Linked DNA regions of Ovis aries: region 1 is linked to region 2. A link is a contact called in public Hi-C data. All regions are on one chromosome and are shown on one strand. The core of a region is the stretch at or near the end of the contact, and the rest is flanking DNA. Distances in the headings are between cores, read along the strand shown.

Region 1 (4,252 bases), core at 830-3,329, 150 kb after region 2:
GTAATACCTGCTCTGGAGGCTGGGCCAAAATCCTCGCTTGAGAAATGTTTAATTCCCAGTGACTCTAAATGCTTAAAATGATTATCTCCACCAGGCCATGCCCGCTCCTCCTATATTTATTGCCTACCAGAGAGCCCTCCTAATTCATGTTCTGGTTTCAGGGTCTCAGCGAGCTTCATTTTGCTTCCAGCAAGAATGTTCTATGCTCCACCCCAGACATTTCATAGTCAAAGATGTAGCCAGTATATATTCTCATGGACACAGGCTTGCCACTTTCTTTGCAGGAGTGTTGCTAACCTATTAGAAGCAGCCATGGTTCATTTGCTATTCTAGAAACCGTCTTTAGATCTTCGTACTGTAGTAGCTATTTCATTAACTCCTCTACTTCTTTCTGCCTAATCACCTTACATGGCTTTTTGGCTAAAGAACAAAACTGTGTAAAGCCAGGCGTCATGCTGTTAGAGGGTCATTAGTCCCGCTCAAATTCAGATCAGCTATAGATCTTACCTTGAAAGCAGCATGACTCGTCCTGTGTGTATAACTCTCCTTATTAAATATCTAAAAGCAATAAGAGTTAGGATAAACTAAGCATGATTCGTTTCCTCCTGAGATGCCATGAATTTGCCTCACTTCTTGCAGAGGGAGGCAGATATTTAATGATAATTTTTATGGGGATTTTTTTCCCATGGTAGCAGAGGGAGAGCTTAATTATAATGCTTCATTAAGAAATGTATCATCTCCCAGGCTTATTGCAAGTATTATTAGTCATTCTGCTGTCAATGAGAGAAGGTACTGTATAATTACAAAATTGTATCAGTATCATCAATAGAGTCAAAATAACATTTCATAGAATGTTTGAGTAGAAAGGACTATACAGAACACCTGATTTCTCAAACTTCCCTGGAGATAAGAATCACTTGGGATTTTTTAATAATAAAGAGTCTGTGGCTTCATCCAAACCAACTGAATCAGAATCTCAGGGGATGGGTCTAGGAATTTCAGAGGTGGGTTTAATAAGCATGAGCACCTGGGCTTAATCTTATCAGGAAGGTAAGGGAACACTGAAGCCCCACACCTTGGTTTTACAGACAAGGGCACTGGGGCTCAGAGAGATGGAGAGATTTAATGGATTTCAGGCAGGTACTGTCCATCATATGGGAATGGAACCCACCTCTCCTGAACCCAATTCAGGAATTTTCCAAGACATCAGGGCACTGCATTAGAGTGAAAATAAAACTGAAAATCATGATTATTTTCTGTCTATATATTTTAAAAGGAAGAACAAGTAGTGTACTTCTCGGGGGTAGGTTGTATTTAATTTTGAGTGTAATCTCCTATACGATCAAGAAAATCCATGAAAAAGTGTATATGTGTGTACACATTCCATTTCTAGTTTGTCTTATACTCAGAAGAGGTCATCTTTAGTAAACTACAGTCTTTTCACTGATCCTTTAAATACTCCATGTGTATTAATTGTCCCTCTTTTGAATTTTAATTCTTTTTGAGTCAGTCGTTCAAGTATATATCCATTTGCTTTGAATAATCAAGTTCTTACTCTATCTTTTGTTTTCTTTGAAGAAATAGGGCTATCCTTCAACAAGTAACTTGTTTTTTAAAAATTTAGCAAAACAAAAGAGATTATTATCTTTCCTCTACTGGAGAAAAAGTATGGTTTGAAAATTTAATGAGAAGTGTTTTCTCTGCATCAGAACATTAATTGAACAATCTCCTTAATGTAATTTTCTTTGTTTTCACAGACTGTCCAAAACCTCCAAATATTCCCATGATCATGTTGGGGGTTTCGCTGGCTATTCTTCTTATTGGAGTCGCCCTACTGTGCATTTGGAAGCTCCTGGTGTCTTTTCATGATAGGAAAGAAGTTGCCAAATTTGAAGCAGAAAGGTCAAAGGCCAAGTGGCAAACGGTATGCGCACACCTAGGGGCTAGCTGCTCCTTGTCCTGAGGGAAAGAAGGGGTGTTGGATTTCTTCTGCACTAAGAGTTAAACTGTCACATTCTTTCTCTGCTCCTCTCACCACGTCCCCAACAGCTGGTTTCTGTTCTGCTTTGGGGACAAAGGGACCTCTGTCCATTATCTGGAACTCAGTCCTCACAGCATTCATTTGTCTCTCATTGCAATGAAGATTTCCCCTAAAGAGTCTCATGAAACTGCTTATACTGTTAGCTACTTAGGAACATCAAGGCAACACATTTTATTCTTTACCACCAGAAGGTTCCTGCAGGCCCCATTTGACAAGCATACATGCTACATCTAAACATGTCCATAAATCTGCTGTTAGAGCTAATGGAATAATGTTCAGGAGTAGTATGACAGTTCATGCCAATTTCAGTGGAAATACTCATTACTCATAATAGGTTAAAAAAGTAAAGCAAGAAGACTTTTAAAATACCATCCAGTTAGCTTTTCTGAATAGCATCCATTTTAAACAGCTACCTGAGGGGGAGGGGGGGAATCCCTCCAAAGTATCGACTTTTAAATATATGTACTCAGTAGATATAATTTATGTGTCTTCTCTTCACAGTGGGCAAACACAAAACAGGACTCCAATTTTCCGTGTTTCTTTTCCACAGGAGAGATAATTACATTTCTAGAGGCCCATAGAAACAATTTCATGGTTTTAATTTCATCTCTCTCTCTCTAATGGTGTGTCCAGCTATCTGATAGCAATTACCTTACACTGCTGATTCTTAAAACCATGATATCACTGGAGAAAATACAGGCAAATGCAATACTCCTTTGGGTTCATCTCCCCAAACAATTGATGTTAACGCTTTTTTCTCTAGTTCTGTAATGATATCTTCCGTACCTAAAGCAAATGGAATTTTCTGTTTTAGGTACATTTATCCTAATAAGGGATGTTATATCTTGTGCAGTTATTTTGAAATAAATATAATATATGGTGCAGGGCAATAGACCATGAAAATTTTACCTGCTTTATCTTCCCATTAAAAATACCTTTAGACGCAACAACCAAATGTAATGTATGGATCTTGTTTAGATCTTGATTTGAGCACTCTAATATATATTTTTTGACAACTGGAAAAAAGTATAGACCTGGGTATTAGACTGATAGCAAGAAATTATGGTTAATTCAGTTAGGTAGGATAATGGCATGAGGCTTTGATAGAAAATAATTAAGGTTTACAGTAAAAAAGAAGTGAAAACTGGGTTTGCCCTTCAATAATTCAGCCAAAAGAGAGAGAGAGGAATAGTTGAAGTAACTGTGGCAAAATCCTGATAACCCCTGAATCTGGGTGATGGGTCTACAGAGGTTCATGATATGACTTTCCTCTTCTTTTGTGTATGTGTGGACTTTTCCTAATTAAACAAAATCCTTAGTAATGTAAAATCAGGATTTGCAATGAGGATATAATGTTTCTATCTCTAATGAGGTAAAAATGTAATCTGACAAGTTAGTTTGGTGACTTAGAGCCCAGTACTATGAAGCCAAAGTACTGAAGCAATTAACTTCACCTGACTCCCTGGCCATAAATGTTGTTTTTAACTCTCACCAACTGTCAAGAAAATGGCTGGAAGGGATCAGAAGGCAATTGGGTTAAACAATGTGACTAGTGTGTTCATGTCAATCTCAAACCCCCAATCCATCCCTTACCCACCCAACCCATTTCCGCGGTCACCATAGGTTCATACACACTACTATTGTAAAACAGGTAATCAACAAGGACCTACTGCATATAGCACAGGGAACGCGATTCAGTATTCTGTAATAACCTAAACTGGAAAAATTTTTGGAAAAGAAGCAAACAAGAGCGTGATTAAGTTAGTACAAAATGCAACAGCAGTAGTTAGTTGAAAGACCACGAGCCCCAGGCAGTAGTCTTGATACTCCCATTTTTGAATGTAAGAAAATTGAGGCTCAGAAAGGATAAGAGATTTCCCAAATTGCTGCTTTATGATGGAGCTGAAATCCTAATTGCAGCCTTTTCTTCCAAGCACAGCCTTGACTGTCCTAGAAATAATAGGCAGGTGTTCTGAAAACAAGCACTTGGGCAATTATATGATGTGTATCTACTAACCAGCACTTTTTCATGTTCTCCTACAAAGGCATGAATCCTGACAAATGATTAATATCTTTAAAATAACATTTTAATTAACAGTTAATTTCCCCCAAAACATGAATTGTTTTCCCTTAGGATGTAGAACATGACTGAAATTCAAATGCTGAATTTTTGTTGTCTCTTCACCGAAAGTGGAATTAAAATATGCATTA
Region 2 (4,485 bases), core at 1,503-4,002:
CCAAATCCTTCCTAGCTCAGGAGCTAGGCCTAAGCAGTTATTTCTTTCGAGTATTTTTTAGTTCTTAAAATTTATGCTTGTATTTGATTATAGATGTCAGTGACATTTCATAGTTTCAAAAGTCCTTGCTGCTCTGAGAAGTGTAGATTCTAGTGAAAATTACATAGTCATAAGAGAAATGTGTTTTTGTTTTTGTTTTGTTTCCTTTTTTTAAAGTTGTGGTATTATTGGTTCTATGCTCCCTGGAATATTACTGCTTTGTGAAAGTCCAGACCGAACGCAGCACCCTCTTTGTACCTAGTACGTTATAAACCTGGGTCTCTCACTACTTGATATTTTTGCATTAGTTAAGACAGAAATTTGATAGCTCAGTTAGAGAGGAGGGAAAATCTGCTGCTAGAAATGTCTGAACTAAGTGCCATACTCGTCTGGGTAAGATTTGGGAAACATAACCTCTGTACATAAAAAAAGAAAAAAAAAATCAGTTAAACATCACATAGTAGACAGCCATTAAATTATAAAAAAATTAATTTATGAAGAAAGACCTTTTGTACAGATTGAAAAAAAAAGATTTTCATAGAGATATCTATATGATCAAGAGAGTTAATTTTTTATTTTTGTTTTACTAGTGCCACAAACTTGCCAGTGGTAACTTATTTGTCCGGTTCAAGATAACTCTGTAGTTTTCTTTCCTAGGACTTGTTGTTAAACGCCAAAAGACATTTTTGAACTGTACATTTGATCAGATTGTTAGCTTTTTTCTGTTTTATTTCTTTTGAAAACCTTTGAATAAAAAACATCTGAAATTTTATTTTTCCTGTCAGTTTCTTTTTAGGTTAGATTAAATGTATATCAGAATTTCATTTCATTTCTGATCTCTTCCTTTAGTTCAGTGAATTGGTTGGAAATTGAGTTGAAAATTATTTTAGATTCAGTACATATTCAAAATACATTTCCTTTAAAAGAATTGGAAAAACCATCCCACTGTCTCATTTTTGGCTATTTCAGTTCATGGACGCAAGGACAACCATTAGCTCACCACGTTTCCCCTCAGCAAATTCCACCTTTGGTCTGTCCTTAAAGGTCAAAGAACCATATCCCTTTCCTCCTTCCTTCCTGCTACCTTTTGACTGTGGTGCTGTCATTGCCCAGCAAGGGGGGCAGAATAAAAACTGTCACTGTTTAATAAGCAGGTTCACAGGTAAGGATTTCAAGATGGTCTTACCCCTGCCTTGATGACTTGGGCCTCCTTTAGTGACCTCGTTTGGCTGTGCCCAGTAGGAGGCTCTGGTGCAACATTCATGGAGGAAAGACACGACTCTCTTTCCCACGCTGACATGCTTTATGAGAGACTCTTAGTATAAGAACTTGACTTTTACCCAAGGTAAATGAAATATTTTAGTGTAGTTATAAAGGTTTCTTTTTCTGCTGCCCAATGACTCTGTCCTGATGAAAGGAATGGGCAAGAAAAATATCCGTAGCCTCCCATTTCTGTCTGCCTCCAATGCAATGTGATATGTGAATTAAATACAAGAGGTTTAGAGCACTTCACTTGCCAGAGCTGAGAAAGCCCCAGTCCTCTCTGGCTCCTTGAGTAAAGGAAGCCAGGTTCTCTGATGATAACCAGTGCATCAGAGGGGAAGATGTCGGGGCCGGAGCAAAGTGTGGCCTCGTTGAGATGAAGGCAAGCTACCAAGAATGTAAACAGTGTGATCTCATGTTCTTGGTGTCCCCATGCTTCTTCATAGGACCACCGGCCAGAGACAGGAAAAAAATACTACTGCGCTCCTTAGGTTTTGTTAACCTCATTTTTATTCTTTTAAGATGGCTCATGTCATTGGAGTCCTGGGACACCCAGAGGCTGTCATTCATACAGAAACTGATAAATGCTTTTTCAGAGCACCTTTTCTATCTGAACAACAGGGCCGAGCAAGCCAGATTGCTGATGAATAAAAAAGGAGCTATCGCTTACACACAGAAAGAGGACCTGTGGCACCCCTGGGGATTAACCCCAGGTTCCTCGGGCCATCATCAGGGGCCAGGGTCCAAGCAGCGGGGTGGAATTCTTGCCTTGGAAGGCAGGGAGGAAACTGGCAGCAGCTCCCTGGTGTGCCTCCTTCCCTCTTTATGGGCCAAAATGAGAGAGCAGTGGTGGATGGGAGCCCCGTTTCCTCCCATGCCTTTCAAGGGCAGTGGAGCAGGCTATATCCACTGGAGCCTGCATTCCACCTCCTCTCAAATTTCATAAATGCTGCTTAAAAAGTCACACGGAAAGGCCATGCCTCCCAGCCTGAGCAGGGGCTGAAAAATGTTCAAATGAGACCGCAATAGCCTCATTCCACCGAAATAGCCAAAAAGGAGAAGATCCAGGGGCCTTGGATAAAGATCACAGACTAGTCACCACCACCCTCCTCCCACAATTCACGAAAAGCTTCAGAAGATGACAAGTAGGTGAAGCAGGAAATCTCAGAGCCAGAGTTAAAGAAAAGCCGAGTAGTTTCTTCCCCTTGAATAGCAATGTGATGAGATAAGCAAGGGAGTAGGGGGACACTGGCGTCCCCACTGGGCAGCCCGGGCAGGCTGCAGGCCAATGCCCAGGGGGTCCAGTGCACAGCTAGGGGGTGGTGCTGTGCGCCCATCCTTCCTGTGGGTGATCTTGGCCAGGCAATGGAATTTCAGTCCTGTGGAATGGCTCCAGATTGTCTCCCATCAGGATGCTCTGGATCTTAACAGGGCCCGGGAGTGTTCCCACTTAAGCCACTAGAGGGAGGACTTTGTCACTCTTCACCTGCATATGTGAGATCCGAAGGCAGGAGACCCCGGCCTCGGAGGCCTCGGAGGGGGCGCCGCTGGTGGAAATTGAGGTGTGCACACCGCTGGGGATTACAGGCTACTTGAACTGGGGGTTAATGGTAAGAAGTGTTGCCCAATGCTGGCAGCTCCCTTCTGAGAGCATTGTTGCTGAGACTGGCAAGTAACTTACATGACTTAAGATTCAAGGAAGCTGGAGTCAGGGAGGGAGCCAAAAACCTTGCCAGACCTTATGACTCCAAGTGCAAGAAAGTGCTGGCAGGTCTCCGGGCTGCTCAGAATTGAAAACAGGTGGCTTTGGATTAAATACAAGCTCTAATGCTATTGCTCCATTTTATTATTATTGTGTTTTGAGATTTGATCTAGGTTATTCCACTGCTCATTTGCACAAGATACATATAAAGGAGACTACAGGTATCTCCTACCCCCTAGGATTCCTGAAATCACTTCTGCTTGAATACGTACAGGTACGGGGTACTTCCCACCTTTCTTGGCTTCCTGTATCTTTTTGGGCCAGCTCTCAAACTTGCTTAAAAAGTCAAGTTTGCATCTTTGTTAATTTCTACCTATCAATCAGCCTTAGTTCTGCCAACTGAGATGCCACAGAGTTAAGTCCGTCATTCCCATTTCTGAAGAAAGCATAGTGACAGAGGACATGTCAGTGATTGCCAGAGTTAATGGGGACAGGAGGCTGTGCCCATGAAGGGATAGCATGGGAGAGTTTGGGGGAGGAAGAACCTGTTTTTATCCTGATGGTGGTGGTTACCCAAATCTATATATGTGCTAAAATTCATAGTGCTGTACACCCAAAAAAGTCTATTTTAATGTATGGCATTTGCTTTAAAAATCTTCTTAAAAAATGAGACAAGTCAGTCATCCCTCAAATGTGGACAGCTCTGGCTTCACAGATCTCTGGGTTAAACACTCCTTGCAGCTTTAACTGTCCCTCATTAGCTCTGGCTCCACACTCCACACCAGCAGCTCACCCTCCAGATGGACCACAGTGACTCGGGATAAAATCCAGAACCCCAGGAAAACTCTGTCCCTCTGTTGCAGATGAAATCATTTCCTTCTTGACATCTCAGTTCTTAAAGCTTGCAGCCAATTAAAGCTTGGGTCTTGTTTTGTGTATGTCACGACAATTGATTCGAATAAAGACATGCCATAGTCATTTTTAAATGAAAACGTTTTCAAGGCATGAAATACAAAATCTAAAGAACGTCCCTGGTGGTGCAGTGAATAAAAACCCACCTGCCGATGCAGGGGACACAGGTTCAATCCCTGGTCCAGGAAGATTCCACATGCCTGTGGAGCAACTGAACCCATGAATTACAACTACTGAGCCTGTGTGCTACTTACTGAAGCCCACACACCCTAGAGCCGATGCTCCGCAACAAGAGAGGCCACCGTAATGGGAAGCCCACACCCTCCGAGAGCAGTCCCTGCTCGCTGTGCAAAAAGGACACCAGCAAAAAAGCAATGGAGAGCCAACACAGTCAAAAATGATACTTTTTTAAAAGGTTTTTTTAAAAAAGAATATAAGATAAATAGAATTCAGGCACAGAACTGTAGATACAGTATGATCTTAATTATGAAGCAGTATTTACAAAAGATGAGAAGGAGGTATTTCCAAGTGCTGACATATGGATGAAAAAACTAGGGAAAGTTTGTATT

Evidence for each region. Hi-C and Micro-C count contacts between places; a contact is called where the count stands out from the background.
Region 1: a Hi-C map of hypothalamus shows a contact between it and region 2, with 4 times the contacts expected there. The contact joins two enhancer-like sites. A contact is called at or near these places in 4 of 16 Hi-C or Micro-C datasets (hypothalamus, omental adipose tissue and tail adipose tissue).

What each region holds. Positions count from the first base shown.
Region 1 is chr2:149,631,727-149,635,978 of ARS-UI_Ramb_v3.0, forward strand. It overlaps ITGB6 (integrin subunit beta 6), which reads left to right. Exons shown (of 15, transcript NM_001113772.1): 14 at 1,758-1,924. Among named protein-coding and RNA genes, the nearest start is that of PLA2R1, 32 kb to the right of the region's middle. Within about 2 kb of position 2,080, at least 8 of the 54 cell types and tissues checked have an H3K27ac peak or open chromatin away from gene starts, as enhancers often do. A contact at or near this core is called in hypothalamus, where this site is marked.
Region 2 is chr2:149,476,124-149,480,608 of ARS-UI_Ramb_v3.0, forward strand. RBMS1 (RNA binding motif single stranded interacting protein 1) reads left to right here. Exons shown (of 14, transcript XM_060409830.1): 14 at 1-811. Among named protein-coding and RNA genes, the nearest start is that of ITGB6, 78 kb to the right of the region's middle. Within about 2 kb of position 2,753, at least 16 of the 54 cell types and tissues checked have an H3K27ac peak or open chromatin away from gene starts, as enhancers often do. A contact at or near this core is called in hypothalamus, where this site is marked.